2 separate regions of the Mus musculus genome follow, and region 1 is linked to region 2. The links are chromatin contacts, called in public Hi-C maps. All regions are on one chromosome and are shown on one strand. The core of a region is the stretch at or near the end of the contact, and the rest is flanking DNA. Distances in the headings are between cores, read along the strand shown. Region 1 has its middle 45 kb from the start of Gm23176. Region 2 has its middle 53 kb from the start of Gm23176.

Region 1 (4,754 bases), core at 316-2,815, 97 kb after region 2:
GCACCTCAAGTACACTGCCTGAAAGACCCACCGGGGTTGGGAGGGGTGGTTAACAGAGCAGAGCTAGCCAATGAGAAACAAGGTTTACTTTAAAAAAAAATCTAAGAGGTTAAGAAAGTAGAGAGCTGAAAGTGGGGTAGAGGGCAAGAGAAAGACATCCTTAAAACAGAACTTCCAGAAATGGGATAAAGATGAGAGAACTGAGTGATAGCCTGGAAATTTGCTAATAATAAGAAGCCTGTTTCCCTGGAGGGAGCCCATCCCAGCAGGGTGCTCTGGACCACTATTGAAATACTGTTTCCTAGAGGGCCAGTTCATCCCTCAGCTCATTTCAATGACAATGCGCATTGCTGGCTGAGTGCTAGAAGACATGAAGGGCATCTTTTATTTTCCTAAGAGGAAATTGAACCTGTGCTTTGTGAGGCCTTAGCATATGCCTGTGCATGAAAATATGAGCCCATGTCTTTTGAAGAGAAACAGAAATATGCTGCCCTTGTGACAGAGAAGCGTCCAAGAACAAAGACATATACTCCTGCATGCAATCTCTACCCTAAGGATTCTTTGTTGTGATACATTTTATGACCAACTTTAAAGACATTGACCTGTTGCTCTCGTTCTGGTTTTTATTGGCTGCATCCTACTTACATAAGAAAAAGTCCCTTGGGGGGAAAAATCAGGATTTTCCTTTAAAACAAATACTGTGCACAACACCCCAGATTCCTACCAGTCTCTGCTGTGTTTGCTTTCATTGCTCTGAGTGTGTAAAAATAAAAAGAACAAGAAAATGGCATCGCTAAAGGAAGCTAGGAGTGATGTGTGAGGGTCCCACCCACATGTTGCCCCATGAGTGGAATTAGAGAGCTGATCCACAAAGACACTTGAAGTCGCCTCACCAGATGCCCTCCACTTGACTGGAAGCTGGGTGACTCTATAAAGTTACTTTCCCAGTGAACGGAATTTCTAATTAACACTGAAAATGCATGGTAGCTAAGTTTGTGGTGAAGACAGGCCATCTCCTCATTCTTCTTAGCTGGAGCCAAATTAAACTGTGAAAGGGGGACAGGATAATTGCTCACGGTGGGGCATGGTGTTTTCTCCTGCACAAACATATAATTAGGCTGTCTTAACCTCTTGGTTCAGCAATAAACACCACTTCAGAGACTAATTTACAGGCAAGAATCACAGAAGGCTGTGGAATAAAACACTCAGGGCTCCAGGCCTCCGCTCAGCTCAAGGAGAGCAGCTTCACTATTTCAAGTCAGCAAAAAAACCCTTCCACACTTACCACAAACTAAAACGAGATTGAAATAAGGGCTGTGCATTCAAAACATTGAACACACCAGCTAATAAAAAATACATTTGTGACTGGTCATAAAAGCAGAGAATGTAATTGGCTATGCCCTAGAAATATCTTTCACTTACAGTATTTGGGAAGACAGAGGCCTCCTTAATATTGACTTTGCTAACACGTCTACATTTTTCTGTCCACCATAATTATGCATCAGTCAGTGACACCTCGCCCTGTAGCTGCCAACAGTCACTGACTAGGGTGCTGGGAGGTGAGTTGGCTTCCTGGCAAGGACTGCTGGTGTGGGGCAAAAGGGAGGGGCCCACAGTCTTCCTGGTCCTGAAGGCCGAGGTAAGGAGCTTCTGAAGGGACATTGAGCTGTTCCTCCACTGTCTACTTGTTCCCAAAGTCCTCTTTAGACGTGAAACACAACACAGACCTTGCAAGGGAGGTCATAGAGAGTAGATCCACCTCTCTGTGGGAATTGTGTTTTCTTCAGACCAAAGCAGAGCTAGAGATGGAAAAGCTGTGTTGTGACAACGGTTGGATTTCAGCAACAGTGACAGGAGAGTGTGGGCTGTGGGCATGTTGGACATGATTCATGTGCTGTGAGAACTGGAGAAGGAATGGTCGGCAGAGACACACGAGGGAAACTCAGAGACACATCAGCGGGGTAAAAAGCCAAACATTCGAGCATACCATCTTATCCATATCCAAATCTGAGTTACTTGTAGATTATTTTCTTCTAGGTCCCCTCTCACGGTATAAAGACATAAAATAACTGACTGAGTCACACTTCCTCCCTCTTTCCGCAAGTAGTCCTCTGTTCAGGGTAAGTTTGTGTTGCTAAGTCTTTGGGACCTAGAGGTGCCTATTGTTAAGTAGTCTATCTAATCTTTATGGGATGAGTGGGTGAAAGAAAGAACAAATGAATGACCACCTTCCAACTGTAGTACCAACCCATGACCTAACCTTATATTTTCAAGATGAATGTAATGGTACCAGTGACCTTCTCAGGAAGTAAAGGAACTTTTATTGCTAGCCTGATGACTTGAATTTAATAACAGAACCAGAACCTATAGGGGAAAGAAAGAGTCAGCCACTATGAGCTGTCCTCTGACCTTTCACATGTGGGTGCACACACAGGAACACACACACACAGGAGTACACACACACACACACACACACACACACACACACTAACAATAAATAGTTTTTAAAAGATTAATGCAACCAAAAAAAATTCCACTTGGAAGTGATTTTATAAAGAAAAAATGATGCCAGGCAGTGATGGTATATACCTTTAATGCCAGCACTCAGGAGGTGGAGGCAAGCAGAGCTCTGTGAGTTCAGGGCCAAACTTGTCTATAGAGCAAGTTCCAGAACAGTCAGGGAGAAACTGTGTCAGAAAGAAAGAAAGAAAGAAAGAAAGAAAGAAAGAAAGAAAGAAAGAAAGAAAGAAAGAAAGAAAGAAAGAAAAGAAAGAAAAAAGAAAGAAAGAGAGAAGAGAAAAGAAAATGTCCTTAAGCAAATATTGCCTAAACAAATGTTACTATATTTTAAAATAGTATTGATTAAGAAAAACAATAAGCTATATTTACTTTGAGAATAGTGATTTATCTCTCAAGCACCAATTTTTACAAAATAAACTGGGCAATCTTCAACTATAGACAGTAGCCTTTCATTTTCTTATAACATTAAACTGAGCTTGCTATGCCAATAAGGGTGTTTATTTTTGTATCTTCAATTTTAGAGAGGAACAGTGACTCAGCACTTGAATGGCAAGAGGAAAGGGAAAAAAAGTAAATGATGTCAAATATCGAATTACTTCGACTGCCCCCTGCTCGTGTTATTAGAAGAGGTTTTAAAAGCTGAGATCTTCTTTCAAAATCTCAGCGGTGACTTTATAAATACGTGGTCATGCACGTGACTACAAAACTCCAGTTGTGATCCTCAAGAGAAGTATAGCTGTGACTGAGATCTTATAATTTTTCAGATCCTGCCCGCAGTGCAGGAAATGCTGCTTAAACGCTGTGCTTGACTTCCTTACAGCGCTTCAGGGCCTGTTTAAGACTTAGGACTCTTCGTCTTTCAAACCAATTTTAAGTGACTGAACAGTAGTGACAGGATATGGTACTGAAACTGGAGGTTTTAATAAGAACATAATTCCATAATAATGAGATATCTGTGCTTTCAACATTATTACTGTTCCCTTTATTTATATTTTTAGTTAAATCTTACTTTAAATACTGGCAATACTGCAACCAATGAAGTTCATTCAAGGAGTAATTATTGCTATTGAAAAACAGTGAAATTGTGATGCTCATGTTCCATTTTCAAAAGGATGTATACATATATTATTAATTTAGATTTTGGGAGTTGTTTGGTTTTTTTTTTGGGGGGGTTGTTTGTTTGTTTTTTGTTTTTTGGGTTTTTTGTTTTTTGTTTTTTGGGGGTTTGTTTGTTTTTGGTTGGTTGGTTTTTGTTTTGAGAGGGGTTGGGCTTTTTCTGAGATACAGTTTGCAACTCACTCTGCAAACCAGAATGGCTTCAAATTTGTGGCCCTTCCCCTATACTGCCTCCCAATGATGGAATTACAATCAGTGGACACAATCATGACTGGCTAGATTTAGACTTCTTTTTAAGTCTGGCTGTTTTTAGACTTAAAAGAATGATAATGGACATGATTTTTAATAATTTTTGGCTGCTTGTAAGGAGATAAGGTCATTATATCCAATCTTGCTGGGCTTAAAGAAAAGCAGTTGTTAAATGAAATACAATAAGAATATTTAGAAACTTTAAGAACTAAGAATGGAAAGTAAGTTCCGTGAAAGGATGGATTAATCTGGGCTATCCAAGGTCAAACTGTAGCTAGAAGTAGTTGGACAGCCTAGGCCAGGGTTGTGTGTTTGAATGCTACATATACTGACCTTAGCATAGGGCTATGGTAAAGGAGAGGCCAGGAAGACATTTCAAAACTCCTGTCAAGAGTCATACTTGCCGCCTTGGGCGAAAACCAGCAACAGTTTGCAGGAGGAACAGAGCACCGCACATACTCTAATGGGGGGCAAGGGGGACACTTGTAACCATAACCACGGGCTTTCACAGATCTTTTCATTTCGGCTCCGGCTGGAGCTGAGGTGAGAGCTGCAGCCCGTAATGTCAAGGCAGGGAACGGTTGCCCTCAAATCAAACCCAAGGAGATTTTTCTATTGTGTAAGAAGAGGGGGAGAATTCATCAAGGTAAGAGGCAACTTGGTTTAATTATGGGTCTTTTAATGTCTTTTCATAATCAGTTAATAAATACCTAGACAATAAAATCGAATTTAAGCTTTTAATAGGCCACGTTGGCTTGAACCTAAACAACTGGAATTATCGGCTCCAAGCATTGTGCGACGAAGGGCTCCCTGTTCTGTGCCAGGAGAAACAAGGCTAGCCAAGGGTGTTTTTTCTCCGTGCCTCCCCA
Region 2 (4,657 bases), core at 1,491-3,990:
AACCCTGTTTACTCTGTGGAGAGGGGTTTGTAAAGTAGAATTCTCAGCTCTCTTCATTGCATTAAAAAAAATGATCCTACAGGAATGCAGTGGCAGAAAATAATATTTAAACTGGCTTTACTGAATAAAGAAAGGGAGTTTGGAAACCTGGTTAAAGAAGAGAAACAAGAAATTGAAGAGGGGAAATAGATGGTGATCTGGAGGAATTCAAAGAAAAGGGGAGAAACATATTGAAAAGCAAATACAAGTCAAAGCTGTTAACTGAATTAAATGGAAACAGAACAACGTAAATAAGGAGAGAAAAGGATTAAATTCAGAGTGACTTGTGTGGAATCCAGAAACAAAATCCCCCAGATGCACATTTTTGTTATTGACTAGTACCTACTCTGTTATTCAATTCACAGAGACAGAGACAGAGAAAGACCCACAGAAGGAGAGAGCTCTCACACTGCGCTTCCATAGATGGAGCCACTGAGCCACCGGGGGAGGAGAAACCACCCTGCCTATGTCCTGTGAATCTCTCTGCCATCATCATCTCAAGCTCTCCATCCCACCCTGCATCTGTGTTCCAGCCTGACCACAGTCATCCTAAGTCAACTAAAGGCTTCTCTTTGGTATCTGGAAGAATCAAGGGGATGTATTCAATCTCCTGTTGCTACGGCTCCACAAACCTTAGTGTATCCACAAATATCACTCCAAGAAGAGACATGGCAATGCTCATAAGGCAGAGAAGCAAGACTCTCCATAGCTGTAGATTTGTCTGTGCATTCCCAGGATATGCTCAAGCACTCAGTCTGCATTTAGCAGATTTCCTCTTTCTGCCTCCATCCCACACAGATGGCATCTTCTGATGGAAATCTAGCCTTGTCTTGGTGGCAACTGAATAGATTATTCCTGTTCCTTGGATGAGCCCATCATCAAAAGTAAGTGAGAGGATGGCCCCATCACACTGCACTTAGCTGATACACTTAGTCAGTGCCCATTGTGACACAGCCAGTGGACCTGTTCTTATTACCACCCTGTTTTTTCACATCACCTTGTAGCCAAGGACTATTTCCCACATATCTTATCTGTTTCTAATACATCAGATCTACATTAGTGCTGTATTGTATACCTTGTTATCTTCCACTACAACAGACAAAAAAATATTATCAGGAAGTAAGACAAATACCTGAAATCCTACCATCCCTGAATTCAAGAAGAGCATCCTTATGAGTACGGAACATCTACAGACCTAATGAAAATGCATATGTAGTATTATCTCACGCTTAATATTAGAGATGTAACTGTATTGTTGAGAAGCACATAAGATAGAAGTCATTTCTTTTAGATACTGGAAGCCCCTTTTAGTTTCACTGTACTTCACAGTCAAAGAAACTCCAGCACTAGGAACATGGCTTGGTAGTAGAATGTTTCCCCAGTATATAAAAGTGAAAGGCTCCAAGTTCAATTCCCAGAATTTGGAGGAGGAGGAAGAAGAAGCAGAAACAGAAGCAGAAGTGGAAAAGGGAGAAGAGGAGGAGAAGAGGAGGGGGAGGAAGAAGAAGAGGAGGAGAAGAAAGGATGAAAGAAAAAAGAAACTTCACAGTGACCCCCTTGGTTACTGTTATAGGGAGTGAAAATGAATGTTTTAACTTCGATTTGATACAAAAATTCTGTTTTGCAAACCAAAGAATCAATAAATTGTTTTTTAGTGTAGTTAAACATCTTATAACATCGAAACCAAAGCATCCTGGCCTCTTATTCTCACGCATGAAGCAGGAGAAGGTAGAAATAGCATTTAAATCACCAGAGGTGGATCCCTAGGAAGGGTAGCCCAAGACGAAATTGAATGGACAGTTAGAGAAAGAAGCCATGCAAGCCAGCAAGCATGACGAGGGCAAAAGAGAGCCATAGTGAAAAAGTGTTGATAGAAGAAAAGTACAGAAGAGATGCCTGGACCCACCTGGTGATGTCGTGAATTCTGTGAGCTCTGCCTCATGGACAGTGACAGGCACATATTCTGTAGACTCCAAGACATCCTTAGACCTTCCTCAGAGCATCCTTGACAGCTCTATGGTAAACAATACACAAACACTTTGAAGCCTACTATACAATGGAGAGAAAATCAATGTTCAGGACAAAAATGACCACTAAAGACTATTTTACTTCAACAAAGATTGGTTGATAAGCCTGCTGTTAGAATTTTTGTAATAAACAAAATGTGGGTTGCTTTATTCCATCCTTATTTTCTTCAGAGATACATAGTTGGAGACTGGAGCCGTCCCTCAAAGGAGAATTTTGCATGTGAGTATCACTTTAAATGTTTTAGTGCTTCTAACTCAATCATTACATGTGGTCATAGAAATAATTTGTGCTCAAGTGCTCTCCAAGGACTGTGCTCAAGTGCTGGGATTCTTTGCATTTGGCCCACAGCCTCTGGGACTGTTCCATGCTAAGGGCCTCCCAAGGGTTCCATCTGGAGCACTTAAGTCTCAGGGTAATTTGCATTTATTTTGTGTTGGGATGGTCTCCACTTCCATCTTGCTATATCTGAGATGGAAGTGGGTGATGCCATGTTCACTTGGACGTTTGAAACTTAAGCATTCTGCCTGCCTGTTGTCCCAGGGAGTGCTACCTTCTGAAGGAGCAGATGCAAATAAAAGCAGACAAAAGCTATGGAGAACTGCTCAGCCGCCCTCACAGCTAAAGAATTCTCAGTGAAACCCAACACTAACGACATCTGAAAGAGATAAGTCATAGCATTAGTCATAAGGGCTGATGATGATGCAGTTTTACCAAATTGAAGAATATGTTACTGACACAGTAAGAGAACAATAAAAATCTTCACTTCTTCACCCAACAGTTCTGAGTTGCAGAAACCAGCTGCTTCCAGAAATGTCATTTATGCCAGTGAATTGAGAAACATTCTGAATAGCATCCGTGTAAGATGTCTAGTAGTGGCCAGACCATGGGGACATCATGGTCTGTGCTGACCACAGCAATTCCACCCACTCTCCAGACTCATACTCCAGGCCAGAGACTGGCTTGAAAATGCTCACAGGAATCAATTCTGGCCTCTAACATGTGTAGAAATGTTTCCTTGGGAGCTTTGGAAACATAGACACCTCTCTCCAAGGTGACATAGACAGAAGCCAATTAGCCCCTATCTCTGAGCACAGAGTTAGACATGGTCCCTGAAGATGCTGCAGCCTTCTATGATACACCTGAGAAGGAAATCAGCACCAGGGAGTGCAAATAAGGGAAATGGGAAACCCTGGGCCCTTGATGACAACCTTGAGCTACTACATCAATCCATAGTCAGCCTCAACTTCTACAGACATGAAATGTTAAACATCCTTATGATCAACTTGTGTTTAGTTTTTCTGTAACTTGCTTCCAAAAAAATCTAATTGACTCAAAATTGTTTTGACCTTGCCTATACACTCAGACAGTGAAGACTAATGTAAACTTACAGTATTTGTCAAAAGTCCTAGGTAACAAAGAAACCCTCTAAGTGTATCTAGCAAATGACAACTATATGAAAATTACAAAGAAACATTCATATGACACTAGCACAATATATCATTAAAAGTTAAGAGTGAAGCATAAATTAATATACTTTTAAGATTAATATTTAAGTATCATCTTCCCTGTTCTCTTCATCATTTTTCAAAATGTTGAAGTCTTAGAGATTAAGTAGTTAAGAGATTATTCTATACTCCATACTGTTTTATTCTTCCTAGTTGAAAGTATAATTATTCTAATATTTTAGTTTGATGCAAGTCCAGATGAATTAGCTTCTGTACAAGGGAAAAACTGTCCCAGAATCCTAATGTATGAAACAGAGACATACTTCTTGCTCAAGCCATGTGCACATAGGAGTTAGGTGAAGTGAAATTCTTATAAACTACCTGGAGATGCCAACAACTGAAGCATCCCTAATTCCAAGCACGGACTATCACCATGCATGTCACAGAGAAAAAAATAAAGTATGTGAGTGGCATTTTGGGCTTTATGGAATCTACCATGTCATGTCCCCTTTTATCTCATTAGCCTAAACTATTCACATAGCCATATCATGGTTCCAAGAAAGAGGGAAGATATAATACTCCTATGTGCCTGGAAGCCAGAAATATCTGGCAAAACGCCCTAATGACCACCTCAGAGTTACAGCAAATGGCTGTCAGATGCACTGCACAACTACATGCACAGAAGGTACAGTTTTTCCTTAATACCCAAGAGCTAAGGGAGAGATAAAACCTGTATGTTGTAAAATAAGTATAGAGAGATTTAAAAAAAACAGCCCTCCTGTGTTCTAGATACACACTCAATAACAACTGATTCAGCAGTATTCTTATGACTTCAGAAAACATGTGGTCCAAGTCTCATCATATTATAAATAGAACACAAACTGCTCTATCACTCTTAAACTGCTCCTGTGGAAGACTACCAGAAAGAAAATAGATTAATTATCACATGATATTGCCCTTGGCACAAAGTCTGGAGAGCAGCAGATGATGAGTTCCTTGACGGAATGCACCCCACTGCCTTGCTATACTCTCTCCAGTCTTCCTACATACACTTCAGGAGGTTTTAACAACTGAGCACACCCACCTCCCGACTGAGCCTAATTTCCCAGTTGTGAAACTCAAGAGTCCCCAAGTCATTCCTCACT

Evidence for each region. Hi-C and Micro-C count contacts between places; a contact is called where the count stands out from the background.
Region 1: a contact with region 2 is called in a Hi-C map of the C2C12 cell line, with 1.7 times the contacts expected there. The contact joins two enhancer-like sites. A contact is called at or near these places in 15 of 484 Hi-C or Micro-C datasets (the C2C12 cell line, embryonic stem cells, muscle stem cells and 3 more) and 5 of 115 datasets of contacts at active chromatin or transcription factors (all in embryonic stem cells).

What each region holds. Positions count from the first base shown.
Region 1 is chr9:88,064,151-88,068,904 of GRCm38.p6, forward strand. No RefSeq gene overlaps it. Among named protein-coding and RNA genes, the nearest start is that of Gm23176, 45 kb to the left of the region's middle. Within about 2 kb of position 1,566, at least 24 of the 459 cell types and tissues checked have an H3K27ac peak or open chromatin away from gene starts, as enhancers often do. A contact at or near this core is called in the C2C12 cell line, where this site is marked.
Region 2 is chr9:87,965,976-87,970,632 of GRCm38.p6, forward strand. No RefSeq gene overlaps it. Among named protein-coding and RNA genes, the nearest start is that of Gm23176, 53 kb to the right of the region's middle. Within about 2 kb of position 2,741, at least 36 of the 459 cell types and tissues checked have an H3K27ac peak or open chromatin away from gene starts, as enhancers often do. A contact at or near this core is called in the C2C12 cell line, where this site is marked.